Linked DNA regions of Gossypium hirsutum: region 2 is linked to region 1. The links are chromatin contacts, called in public Hi-C maps. All regions are on one chromosome and are shown on one strand. The core of a region is the stretch at or near the end of the contact, and the rest is flanking DNA. Distances in the headings are between cores, read along the strand shown.

Region 1 (6,529 bases), core at 1,877-4,376:
TCAAATTCACCCTTAGGTAATTGTGGGCATTATAATTTGCTTGCTTTTGAGGTAGGCCATGGATGGCAATGTGGGTTGAACCAATTCTTTTCACTTGGCTAGACTAGAAGCCAGGCAGGATGCAACCCTTTAACATCTATGTCCAACCAACTAATCGTCATCATTATCATCAAGGAAATGGGATACAGAGGGGGAAAGCAGAACCCATCAAAAGCAAAGAGCATTATAAAAAGAAAGACGCTTAAATCTCCATAGAAGGCAGCTTGGAAACCCCAATCGTGAGGGGAAGGCAAGCCGTGGCTTTTCAACAACGTCTAGAGGTTGATTGAGAAGTTATAGTTAGAAGTAATCATATATAATAATAAATCATATAAGTTATATATATTGCTGCAATAGAGGCTTACACAGTGTACATCAAAACAAATCTTGGCAAATCTCCGTCTTGCCCATCATCATGGATCTTCAAAGATATGAAGCCCTAGAAGTTGACTTGACGCCATTGTAGCCATGCCATTATAGAGCCCTTGTTATTAATAAATTATCTTATGCTAATTTCATTAAATTGGTTCAATACGAGATTTAAATGTAAAATCACAAAATTTAATTCGTTATAACAAATTTGTTTTTATCTTAAAATTATTTAATAGCATTAACATCACCTAATTTGATAATAATTGTTATACTTTACCAATTAATAGGGACACATGGCAGAGCGGAAGCTCACACTCCACCTGCTATAGATCGAGAAGTCACCAGAAGCCTCACTCCTTGTCTTAGCCACATAGCAAGCGGAACGTAACCATCCAAAGAAACTAATCATTCATTCCTTTAGGCATCCGATCTTTTATTAACAAGATAATTCTTTTTGTTACTAAACCCCATGTGGGTTCAACTGCTGCTTGCCCCATATTAAAATGAATAATAAGATATGTCCCATCATAAACATCTCCATCTCATCAAAGACATTTGCCCCATGCATCCCACAATGATGACCTAATTATGGATCCAACATGTTAGTATCATCCTACACAGGACTTCGCCTATAAATAGTCCTCAAGACGATGAAGAGGGTATCAACTTCCTAGCATACTTGTTTACAGTCTACCAACTTACCTTTAGCACCCAGTCTCTATACTATCTGACATAATTTGATAAAATTATATATCCATCATCTATATGAGAATAGATACCGAACAAACTATTTAATACCTTAAATTTCATAAGAAAAACCAATCTATTCAGTACCAAACAAATTACGTCTACAATTCAAATTCTAAATTCATTACGTAAAAGGGTTGAATAATTTGGCTTTAGAAACCATCAATTTAGCATTGTCTGTAGATTGGGTTGCCATAAAGTTTGGCCGAAACGTTGAATTGGGGATGCTTCTCTGTTACGTTGCCTGATGAGCTTATAAAGAAAAACAACAAAGCATCAGTTTTGTTCGTCCAAAGTTGTTCCAGCAGATTACACTGAATTTGTTTTAAGGATGAAATTTAAAGGTTAATCCGATATTTGAAAAGATTTGAATAAAATTATAAGATCTGAAAAGTGAATTTTAATAAAAAAAAATCAATGTAAAATATAAATAGAATTCAAGTCCCGGTATTTAAATAATTTGAGAATTAAATATACAGTAATTTAAATATTAAAAAATTTTTAAATTGTTTTATCTAATGATTTAATACAAGGAAAAAACAATATACAATAGTAGCAAAAGGAATATGAACAGGTGTAAATGGGTCTGTTTTAACATTTAAAAATATTAACAAAATTTATGATACATATTTTAATAAAATTAAATTTATATAATTATACATTAATACTATATATTAACATTGTTGAACCCATGAATAGTTTTAAAGTATAATTAAAAATATATATTTACCAACAAATGACGGGGTGCAATAGTAAGGCACAATATATTTTCATTAGAAGGAACAACTACAAATTTTGAACATGGATCGTAAAACGGATATGAAAAGAATATAAAAAATATATTTGATGATAGATTATTGAAGATAAATAAAGGAGGGGAGATGTTTTACCAACTCTTTCAACATTTTATTTGTTAGAAGATACAGTCACAAACTCTGAACATAGATAGTAAAACGAATATAAAAAATATATTTAAATATAGATTATTAAAGATAAACAAAGGAGGGGGCTGTTTTACCAACTCCACCAACTCCTTCAAGGTTTCATTTTCAAAGTACATGGCCATTATCATATGATAACTAATACTCCAATAATTTTCAGAAATATAAAATGCAGTTATGGTGAGTTCATCATATGCCCATTGCTAACCAATCCATACAGATATTAGGAATGCAATGATTTATTATTATTATTATTATTATTATTATTATTATAACATTAAATGTTTGAATTGATTAGCATCTTTTTGGTTGGTGATGTAATGGCCAACGGGTTAGGGTTTTTATTAAACTGGGTCTAATTATGGTTTTAGTCCCTCTATTATGCTAAATTTTAGTATTTGATCTTTTACTTTAATTTGACATTATTTAGGTTTAAATTGATAAAATAATTAATTACGGCCATTAAAGTGATGAAGTAGATTTTTTTTAAATGTTATTTGAGCACACAATAAATATTCAACAATTTACATGTAAGACTGATGTACATTATCATTTTAATAACAATAACTAACAGTGTTATCAATTTGAACGTGTTAATTATTAATAATATTATAAAAATAGAAAGATCAAATTATGCCAAGTTGAAGTACATAAATAAAATTAAAAATCACGAATAAAACCAAATTAGATCCTTAAAATATAATTTAAGACATAAAATTGGTGCATAAACAAGACATCAGTTACACAAGTTCTCCAAAGGTGGTTAGGTTAGAGATTGTAGATTGTATTTGTTTAGGCAGAAACTTTTGACTCTTATATAATAGGTACATATGACTTCACCAAATTCGTAATGTAATGATAAAATGTTTGTGTTAAAATTAAATTGGAAATAAAAATAAATGTTGATTTTTATTCTGCAAATTTCACCCCAAAAAGTCCCACACAGCAATACCCTTTTTTCTTTCTTATAATTTGAATATATATATTCAAATCGATTTGGTGAGGAGAAGATGGAAGAATATTAATTAAGCTAACATTAATTATTGGCTTTAGTAAGAATAACAGAGAAATTGCTTGACTTTTTGCTTCTATAAATCTTACTTTCAGCCTTCTATATAACACAACGTAACGTGCTAAGAGTCCCTTCACCGTCCTTTATTTTTCCAACTAAGGTTAGGCTTTAAACTTTAAAACATTATGGGTTTAGCAGCAGCCCTCCTCTTCCTCCTCCTAGCAGCTCCGGCGGCTTTTGCCGAGCAATACACCGTAGGAGACAGCAGCGGTTGGACCTCGACCGGAGATTACCAAAGTTGGGTTCAAGGGAAAACATTCACCGTAGGCGACACACTTTGTAAGTTGCTTCCTTACCAAAATTAAGCCAAAGTAAGATAACAATATGAATGACCCTGTTTGTATTTTTTTCGTTTTAGTGTTTACCTACGGTGGCAGCCACTCGGTGGAGGAAGTATCCAAGAGCGACTACGATAATTGCAACACCGGCAATGCTATTAAATCCTACAGCGATGGGAACACTGTCATCACACTGTCCAACCCAGGGGCAATGTATTTCATTTGCCCCACCATAGGTCACTGTGCTGGTGGCATGAAGCTAGCCATCAATGTTGTAGCAGCTAGTGGCAACTCACCCTCCACCCCCTCTACTCCGTCTGGTTCCACCACTCCTTCCGGGACTCCCCCGAGTGGTGGTACAACAACTTCTCCCCCGTCAACACCTAGCGGAGCTCCGAGCACCGTGAATTATGGTTTTATGGTAGCCTTGTTGGGAGCCGTTGTTGGAATTATGTGCTAGGGGAGAGGCAGTGCTATTGTTTATTGGCTTATTTGCTTTCGTTTTCGTCAATATTCGGTGTGATTTTATTTTATTTTTCCTTTATGAACCAGAGATGGAGAGTTATGTTTTTATGATCTTCGAAATAATTTGCCTTAAATTATGATTAAAAAACAGGTCTTTTATCCTATGTTCATCACAATATATATATTGAGCCTACGAAGTCAAAGTTATAAGAGATAAAAGGAATCTTAAAGACTTGGACAATGACAGCAAACCATAATTGATGTATTAGTTTGGTTCAGTAAGACATCATTATCATTATATTTTATTAGTCAATCATAAATCAACTAAACTCCAACAATAGTTTGTAGTTTTTAATAATACCCAATACAAAAACATGTTTTTCTTTTTCTGTTGACGTGTAAATTCAAATTAAGAGTACATTTGGGTAATGTGTTTATCTGCGATTAGTGTAAAAGTAGCTGTGGTAATATAAGATAAAAAGTAATCATCCATCTAAACTCCCCTAAAATTTTAAAGGTTATTTAATCAATTCCAATTTAACTTATTTAATTAGAAAATTTTAATTATACTCGAATTAAGCAACTCTAACATTTCTAATTGCGAGGACATCCTTAATTCATACTGAGATTATGCATGGATGAGATTAAAAGGCCCAGCCCAAACAAAACTTGGAAGGCCCAATAACTAAGTGGACCCATCTATATATGCAGAAAAATCCCTTGGACTTGGAAGAGTTTTCAGTGTTGTTTGTTTTCTTTTCGAGAATCTTAGAAGAAAAAAAAGAGAGGGAAAAACAATGGCGGCCGAGGAGGAGAGCGGAGAGTTTTACCTCCGTTACTACGTAGGGCATAAAGGGAAATTTGGGCACGAATTTTTGGAGTTCGAGTTCAGGCCGGACGGGAAGCTCCGATATGCTAACAACTCCAACTACAAAAACGACACCATGATCCGCAAAGAGGTCTTCCTCACCCCTGCCGTTCTCAAGGAATGCCGCCGCATCATCACCGAGAGCGAGGTCTCCTATTATTTTTCAACCCTTTACTTCGCCTTAATGCTTTCCTTCTTTTCCCCTTTAATTCAACTTTGCCTAGGGTTTGGGATTAAAAATTAGGTTTTCTTTTCTTGTTTTCTCTATGTTTTGCTTAAATAACGAGTTTGTATTTATTGTCTTTTGTTTCCAGTTCTGATTGATATAAATGTTTTGTAATTTTCTGATTTTACTGCAGTTTTTCAAATTGCTCAGCTGGGTTTTAGGTTAAAAGATTTAGTTTTTAGTTGATTATTTATTTCTTCGATTAATGGTAACTTGTAGTTCTTTCGACGCTCAGGATGGTTTAAATTTGCAATTTTTATTAATTATGGTTCCTGGTATTATTGTTCAATTCTATCGGCTTTCTTTGTCTAGATCATGAAGGAAGATGACAACAACTGGCCAGAACCCGACCGTGTCGGACGGCAGGAGCTCGAGATTGTGATGGGGAATGAGCATATTTCTTTCACTACTTCGAAGATTGGGTCCCTTGTTGATGTTCAGAGCAGCAAGGATCCCGAAGGGCTTCGTATATTTTATTATCTGGTTCAGGTCAGCTAATAGACGTTGTCAATCTGCTGTTTTGCTCTCTTCAGTCATGTTGTGATCCCCCTTTGGGCCTTTGTATTGCATCATTGAGTATAGGGAAAAGGTTCTAGTATACTTTCTCTTGTTTGTTGCCTCGCGCGTTCTCTAACACAGTAATTTGAAACAAAGATGGTTTTGTTTTCATTGATGGATGCTCCGTGATTGATTTTTGTTAATTTATTTCTGCTTTGGCACTTGATTTCTTGTTTATTTTTTTTAAAAGTACAATGCTGAAAGGCAATGCTAAAGTTTATTTTGTTCCTCTTACAATGTCTATTTGAAACGAGTTACCAGCACAGTTAGGATCCATAATATCTAAGGGTGGTAATTAGATGCCTTTTCATGCTTGGAATCCGACCCTGGCTTCTTCCGTGGTTTATCTGATTCCTTGTGATCATGCATATACTGATCCACGGATGTTGGTTCTCTTATGCATCCCAAGTTTATAGGATGTGCTATTTTCTGCTTGGCTATAATATAGACTCTATATCTGACCTTGTTCGCATTTTTATAAACTGCAGGACTTGAAGTGCTTTGTGTTCTCTCTCATCTCGCTCCACTTCAAGATCAAGCCTATTTGAAGATTGATAATCCCCTTCCATGCAGAGGTGTCACAAGGGCCGTTTTCACTGTTCCTGCTATTGGTATAGATTCCATTTTGTTTTTAATTAATTTAAATGGTTAAGCTAAGGGTATGTTTGTAGGAGTGATTACAGTGATTTTGGAACTTTGGGGGAAAATGTAGGTCTGAAATGGAAATTTCGGTATTTAGGTATATTAAAGCCTTTTTCTCCATTGACTATTTAGGTATATTCCTTGAATTATTATTATGAATTAACTTTTTAATCTAAAACTTTTTGAGCTAGCTTTGGTTTGATGATTAAATTGATCCTTACATGAAAATGGATTGGCCAGTGGTGAAAACTCTGTAGAAGATGAATTGAGCAGGTTGAACCTCTGATTGAAAACTTGACCAATTTGTACAACCATGGCTTA
Region 2 (6,529 bases), core at 1,923-4,422, 440 kb before region 1:
TGAAAGTGCAACATTATATTCAGAAGAAATAGTTCAACGAGGTGGCTCCCTACTGATAATTTAAAACAAGAAGTCGGGAACAGGTGTAAACCAGATAAGAAAGAAAATGTAAATGCAGCAACGAACCTATTCTAGGATACCAGACTGCTTTGAAGTAATCCATAAAATCCAAGCAATCAACAAAATCTTCCATGAATTTCTCAAACAAATCAACATTTCCACATCCTCTGCAAATATCATCAACTGCCTGCCCAAGTCGTCTTGATATCTCAACACGCATCTCTGTCTCTGAACATCTCTTCACTAAGTTTTTATGCCATGCATGGCGGACCCTCCAAAAGGATATCAATACAGCGCACTCAAAAACATCCCTGAATACAATGCAAAGAAAGATCGTGTGACATGGAGCACATTCCATCTATCTATAAAATAGAGCAAAAATCATACCCTTCTCCATGCTTGAATGACATAACCATTATAATATGCCACTAAAGAAGCTCACCTAATCAAGCTAAACTAGGTTCCTCCTAGTTTAAATCAAAAGAAAATGGAAAAAATCAAACCCCTCAGCTTGTTCCACATTTGTTAGAATTCAGCAGAGGAACTCCAAGGCTAGAGAAGACATAGGAGACAAAACCAAGCAAGGAGCTGATGAACAAAATATACAATCTTGAATTAAAAGACATCTCATCAGATGCCTGGATTTAGCAAGTAGCTATTCTAGTGCTAGAAATCAGTGGGTCCTAAGTCCTAAATCTAATAACTAAAAGAGGACTATTGAAGAAATCATATGAGCTCAAGCTCCTCAGTCCTCACCTAACACAATAGACAATGGAACAATATTCTTCTACAACATATTTAAAGAATATAGTAATGTAAAATCAGCTCAGACAAAGGACTTCACAGCAAACCTGACTGTATGAACATCAACAGAAGGATCGTCCACAATAAACCCAGCCAACTTCCAAATAGGGTCTTTAGTGCGAACCCTGTTGTATAGAGCCCTCATCCATCTATGAGCATCTACACTAGCAAATCTTGGGGTTATTATCCAAGCTACCGGGATTGCTTTCTTGTCTGAATTGAAGACAATGAGACTATGTATAGGATACTGAAAATAATTCATAGAGAGAACAGTTAGATTCAAAGACATTAGAAGAAGTCATGGACTGATAGTGACAGTGACAATTAGAGGATTAAGTCATACAACTTAAGAGGTAAGAGGTTGGGAAAAGGCAAAAAAAGGGAAAAGAGACAAACCTTAAGTTTATTTGTTGCAAACCTTGAATCAGAGGCAATGAGACTGTGATTTCCAAATCGAATCATTTGTTGCAACTGCCACTCAGTTTGAATGCCCAAGATAAAAGGGTCTGAATCAGTGAAATCCTCGTAAAAAAATACACAATTCTGGTGGCTTTCAACCCACATGCTTACACTGACTGCATCATCTGCATCCAACTCGTATGTAGAACGTCTAATGCTCCTCTCCTGTCTTCGAACATACCTGTGGGTCAAAAGGTCATCACGGTTGTATGGACCACCCTGTTTCTCTACAGATTCATTGTGCCGCTGCATTATGGTCTCCACAGACACACCAACATGTAATAAAGATAAAACACGGAGGCGTAAATCCTCTGAGATGTACGGTGCAAACATAGCACGTGTGCCTGCTGCCTTTTTGTCCTGTGGTCCATGGCATGGCAACCCTTTCTTATCTACATGCTTATCCTGGTTATATATTATCAGTGCTACTGACGGTTCAGCAATTAAGCGTTTTACAATAAAGTGACAGGTGCAGCCTCTTTTTGTATTAGGTCGACCAGCATTTGTCTTCTTAGGAATGTATGTGTTCCGGCTGGGACGTACAAGACCCCCTTTCCTATGGTCATCAGGACCAAATGAACACCAATACCTACAAGTTGAACAGTATAAATTTAAACAAACAGATCATGGTGCAAGACCATTGAGCACAAGCTATCAAAAGATAAAAAAAAAAAAAAAAACTAAAAAGAAAACATGGAAGAAAAGAAGCAGAACCTACAGAATATATTCAAGAATACCATCAACCTTTGGCTTGTAAGGTGCCTTTGGCGATCTCCGCCTTCTTGCTTCAACATGAAATCTAGTTGGACAGTCTTTGTTAGAGGATTCACCCCTAACAAAGTCATCCACTCTAGCAAAAGGGATCAAAGCAACTCTATCTATATTGTCACGCCAACCTTCCACCTTTGACCATACAATATCATGAGCAGAGAACTCCAAGGTTGGTGGGTTTTGTACAGGAAGAGACAGAATCTCATCCCATCTAGCCATCTACATTAGAAGAACCACTGATTACACTACTTATCAGCAAAGTTTTTGCAAACTAGGGCAAAACCCCGCTTATCAAATAATAAACCCAAGTTGCCACAACCCCTGTTCCCCAACGCCCACGAGAAAGCCATTCAAATAATAGAAATCATCATAAATACCACATCTTATTTATATAAGTTGTTCGTATTCATAGGTCACAGCCAAAATGCAAACAAGAAAACAGAAACCTGGAGCAAGAATAAGACTTAACTCAGGCGGCTTCAACCAAATTTCAGTGAACTTGAGGCACAATAGAATAAAATACACACACACACACAAAAGGTGTCGAAATCGATAAGTATCCTCCGAGGTTCTCTACTATCAAAATAGAAAAGCCATTCAATTAGCCTCTTCAAGAGCAAAGGTTTTAAATTTTCAATGCCCCAACACTCAAAAGCTTCCCATTAATTCATTCCACCTCTATCATTACTCCCAGGAAACCAAAGAAACCTTAAAAAGCTTCACCTTTTGCAGGTCACTTTGCTCAACTGAAAGTACAATAACATGACAAACCATATTTTTATACACTGTTAAGCTTTATATAAGAATATGGTAGATACATAATTATATGCACAGAAATTAAGGTAAGGGATGATTACCTGACAAAGGCAGCTAAAACAAGCCCCTTTGTTTCCTCTCTGTCCTTCTTAATCAGACTACAGACGCAAGGAGAGAGGGAGGAGAATGAAATGCCTATTATGCGCCGTGATTAATATTTTATATTTTGCAATAGAGAAAACCCTTTTTATCTCTCATAATTACTCTTCGACCCCTCTATGTTATAAATGTTTGTTGTTATATCCTTCTTGATACTGGGCCTTGAGGGAGGTTTTTTTTTTCTATTTGTGGCGACTATTGGGCTCGTAAAAACACAGGCGGCCTTGGGTGGCAGTTTCCTAGAATAAAACCTCAACCGCTGGGGTTTTCTCCTTTCCCCCAATTGCATCCCGCTGTATTGTCCTTACTGGCTCATACGTTTTAAATTGATTTTGTTTTGTTGGGGTTCGGGGTTTTTTCTTGTTTTGATTTATTGTTCATTGGTAATTCAAAAAGAAAGTGTTTTTTCATAGAGTTGTAGAAGAAAAGGTTTAAGCTTGTATAGTTGAAGATGCAGAACATTAGGCGGTCTATAATATCTAGTAGGAGCAGATGGAGTGGTTCCTTCAGATCATTTGTGGAATCTAAGCTTTATTTGGATGATTTTGCATTAGCTGCTAAAAGGGTACGATGGTGTATTCCCAGTATTCCTTGCTTTGTATGGGTAGTTTTTCTTTATGGACATTACTGTTCTTTCATTTTTGCTTTTTTGAGGTCTTTCTTTTTTGCTTGCCTACTGAATATATAGACTCTTTTTATGTGTGATATTAGCTGACAAAGTAGTTTGCAATGGTGAGTTTTTATATGAAATGTAGGGATATAGTAACATAAGTTCTATAGTAGCGAGTACTTATTAGTAAACCAAAAGGGTCTATGACCCAATCAACTTTATTGGAACTTCTTCTGCTTTTATGACTTGGTTAATATGATTGCATTATATTTTTTGATAATCTTTTAAGAGCATTTCTTAGATATGATGAATCTGTATCAGTTGCTAAACCATTTGCTGATGACTTGCTGATTACTGCAGTTTTCAGCAGTGGGGAATTCTAATTTTACAAGACAGTATGTGACAGGTGCCAATAATATGTCAAAGGTGAGGCAGTAGTTCTTATTCTATTAACATTTTTTCTCTAAATTTCTGTTGGGTGCAGAGTAAGTGCTTTATGTGTTTGTGTGTGTGTGTGTTCCTCTCTACATTAGCTGCAAAGTGCAAACTAAATGCCTTTTTCTTTCATTTTGCAGGGTGTGCTTGGAGCTACTGGTTAGTTATTTCTCATATATGTTTACCTTTCAACATTTATGTTTAATTTATTACTGTTTTAGCCAATTTGCGATACATTTATAATGATTTTTTGGACTCTTTTTGGAAGGGAACCCCCCCCCCACACACCTCACAGTTTCATCTAATTTTTCTGAAAGTTATGGGCTATGGGATTCTTGTATTAGTGATGCTGATAAAGCAGAACTTTACAGTTATTATCACTGTCCATTTTGGTATCCATAATGCTGAAATTCCATGTTGGCCTAACCTTCTTTTCATTATTTCGTTGCATAGAATATTGCATCATGCATAAGTGACCTACTTTGTGGAGTGCATAAAAGGTTTATGTCAAGTTGGATTAGCATAAGATTAATTATTACCTTCTTTTTTCTCATATGTTTTTATTTGACAATAATGTCCAACAGGCATTCCTCTTCCATTTAGAGGACACTTTGGTCGAGATTGGCTGGTTCGCTTTCAAGCATCAGTCCCTCACATAGAAAATCATGGATCGAAGGTCATCTCTACTTGCTTTGCTAGATCCTTTGCATCAAGAACCTCAAAGCAATCAAAAGAAACATCTGAGGTTTAGATCTTAACTTCAATTTTTGGCCTTTTGTGTTCTCATCTCTATTAGCTTTAAATGATTGATAAAAATAGTTTTCATGTTGCTTGCTTAGTTTGTTATTCTGATAAGTGAATCAACCCATGTTTTATCCACTTCTATGGTGAGGCTATCTATGCCTTAATGCTGAAAGAATGCTAAAGGGAATGTTTTGAAAAGTGGTCAGGATTTATCATCATCTTTCTTTCCTAATTGAGCATGAAATGACTTGCATTATTTCATCATACTTCAGTCATTGCATAGCAATAAAGGTTAAACAAAATATTGAAGTTTATTTTATATTAAGTAAATCCATTATCTGAGTTGTACTCATCAAATGTTATGCTGCTGCATCTTTTGTTCTCTGGCCTTTATGGTTACTTCATGCTTCACATCAGTTGGGCTGAGTTGTTGTCTTTATCCCTTCGGCAGACTAGAAAAGAATTATCTAATGTTGAGGATCCATTTGATGCTCCTACATATAATATCCCAGACAAACCTGTGACGTTTACGGAGGGAGCTAGCTACAGTCTGATCATCCTTGTCGGGCTTGGGATTGCAGCTGCTGCAGGATATGCCGTCTTCAAGGAGTTGATATTTCAACCAAAAGAGTAAGTGTCAAATGCCTAGTTGGTGATTGGGTTACTAAGTTTCTCCCTCTGTTATTTGCACCCTAATTCAAAACTATGGTTTTATAGGTATAAGATATTCAACCAAGCTCTAGAAAGAATTCAGAACGAAAGCCAGGTTTGTGAAAAGTAGTTGTTCTGAAGCACGAGCATCAAAATGAGATGTTAGAGGCCCTATTTTGGATGAATTTGACATATATTAGCTTCATAAACTATAAGTATGTTTCTGTTTTTCTTAGATGCATCAATTGTGCATGTTTCTGTTTTTCTTAGATGCATCAATTCGTGCCTGAGACTTGAGACAGTTCAACAGACAGCCATGTTGTATTTGACTCTAAGCATTTTGAAGTGCCAATTAGGGGTGGTCATTGTAATTCTATGTCACATGGGATTACATTTGTTTCTGTCAGGTTAGGGTGAGGATTGGACATCCTATTACCGGCTATGGTCAAGAAACTAGAAATCGTGCAGCCCGCCAACGTATTCCAAACAGGATATACACGGACGAAAATGGTGTAGAGCATGTGGAGGTTATTCTCTAATCTTTACTAGTTTATCGGAAAAAGAGTCTTTCATATTTGTTAGCTGCTTATAAGCAACTTTGTATTACCGCAATCTTTTAGCGTCCTAGATCACTCGTATGCAAATTTTGATCTGGTGATTGCATCCCATTATAAAAAAAATAAAAAACAAAAAAACAGGTTAATTTCTATATTCGTGGACCCCATGGAGCCGGGAAAGTATTTGCAGAAATGTTCAAAGACAAAACAGACAACAAATGGAAGTATACGTACTTGATAGTTCAGATCAATTCCCCTTCACGGGCAGAACTAATGCTGGAGTCTTATTTACCGGCAGCTGAGATGAGGTCTTCCACAAACTAACATGGGATTGAACAATTTCCTGGATGTTGAGCTTTGTTTGTGTCCCTCATTTAATCATAGTCACCTCTAGTTGCCCTCTACTGGAATGAGGTTAAAAAAAAAGTGTTTGGGGATTTTATAGATTTGGTTGAGAATTGTTTGTCCATTCTCCTAATTGTGAATGGATTTAGGTTTTTGTTATTCATTTTAACTTTACCCC

What was found. Hi-C and Micro-C count contacts between places; a contact is called where the count stands out from the background.
Region 2: a contact with region 1 is called in a Hi-C map of leaf, with 1.7 times the contacts expected there. The contact joins the promoter of LOC107915027 here to the promoter of LOC107919902 in region 1. A contact is called at or near these places in 3 of 34 Hi-C or Micro-C datasets (anther and leaf).

Annotation. Positions count from the first base shown.
Region 1 is chrD08:7,822,521-7,829,049 of Gossypium_hirsutum_v2.1, reverse strand. It overlaps LOC107919902 (uclacyanin-3), which reads left to right and starts at 3,126. Exons shown (of 2, transcript XM_016849338.2): 1 at 3,126-3,450; 2 at 3,530-4,020. The coding sequence starts at 3,297. The coding sequence ends at 3,909. It overlaps LOC107919903 (protein mago nashi homolog), which reads left to right and starts at 4,630. Exons shown (of 4, transcript XR_005917428.1): 1 at 4,630-4,930; 2 at 5,321-5,497; 3 at 6,055-6,177.
Region 2 is chrD08:8,259,772-8,266,300 of Gossypium_hirsutum_v2.1, reverse strand. It overlaps LOC107915027 (probable mitochondrial import inner membrane translocase subunit TIM21), which reads left to right and starts at 3,172. Exons shown (of 8, transcript XM_016844125.2): 1 at 3,172-3,574; 2 at 3,980-4,045; 3 at 4,195-4,213; 4 at 4,639-4,799; 5 at 5,250-5,428; 6 at 5,516-5,564; 7 at 5,857-5,976; 8 at 6,148-6,529. The coding sequence starts at 3,461. The coding sequence ends at 6,330. It overlaps LOC107915005, which reads right to left and starts at 3,061. Exons shown (of 6, transcript XM_016844098.2): 1 at 2,952-3,061; 2 at 2,042-2,313; 3 at 1,261-1,912; 4 at 912-1,111; 5 at 127-371. The coding sequence starts at 2,313.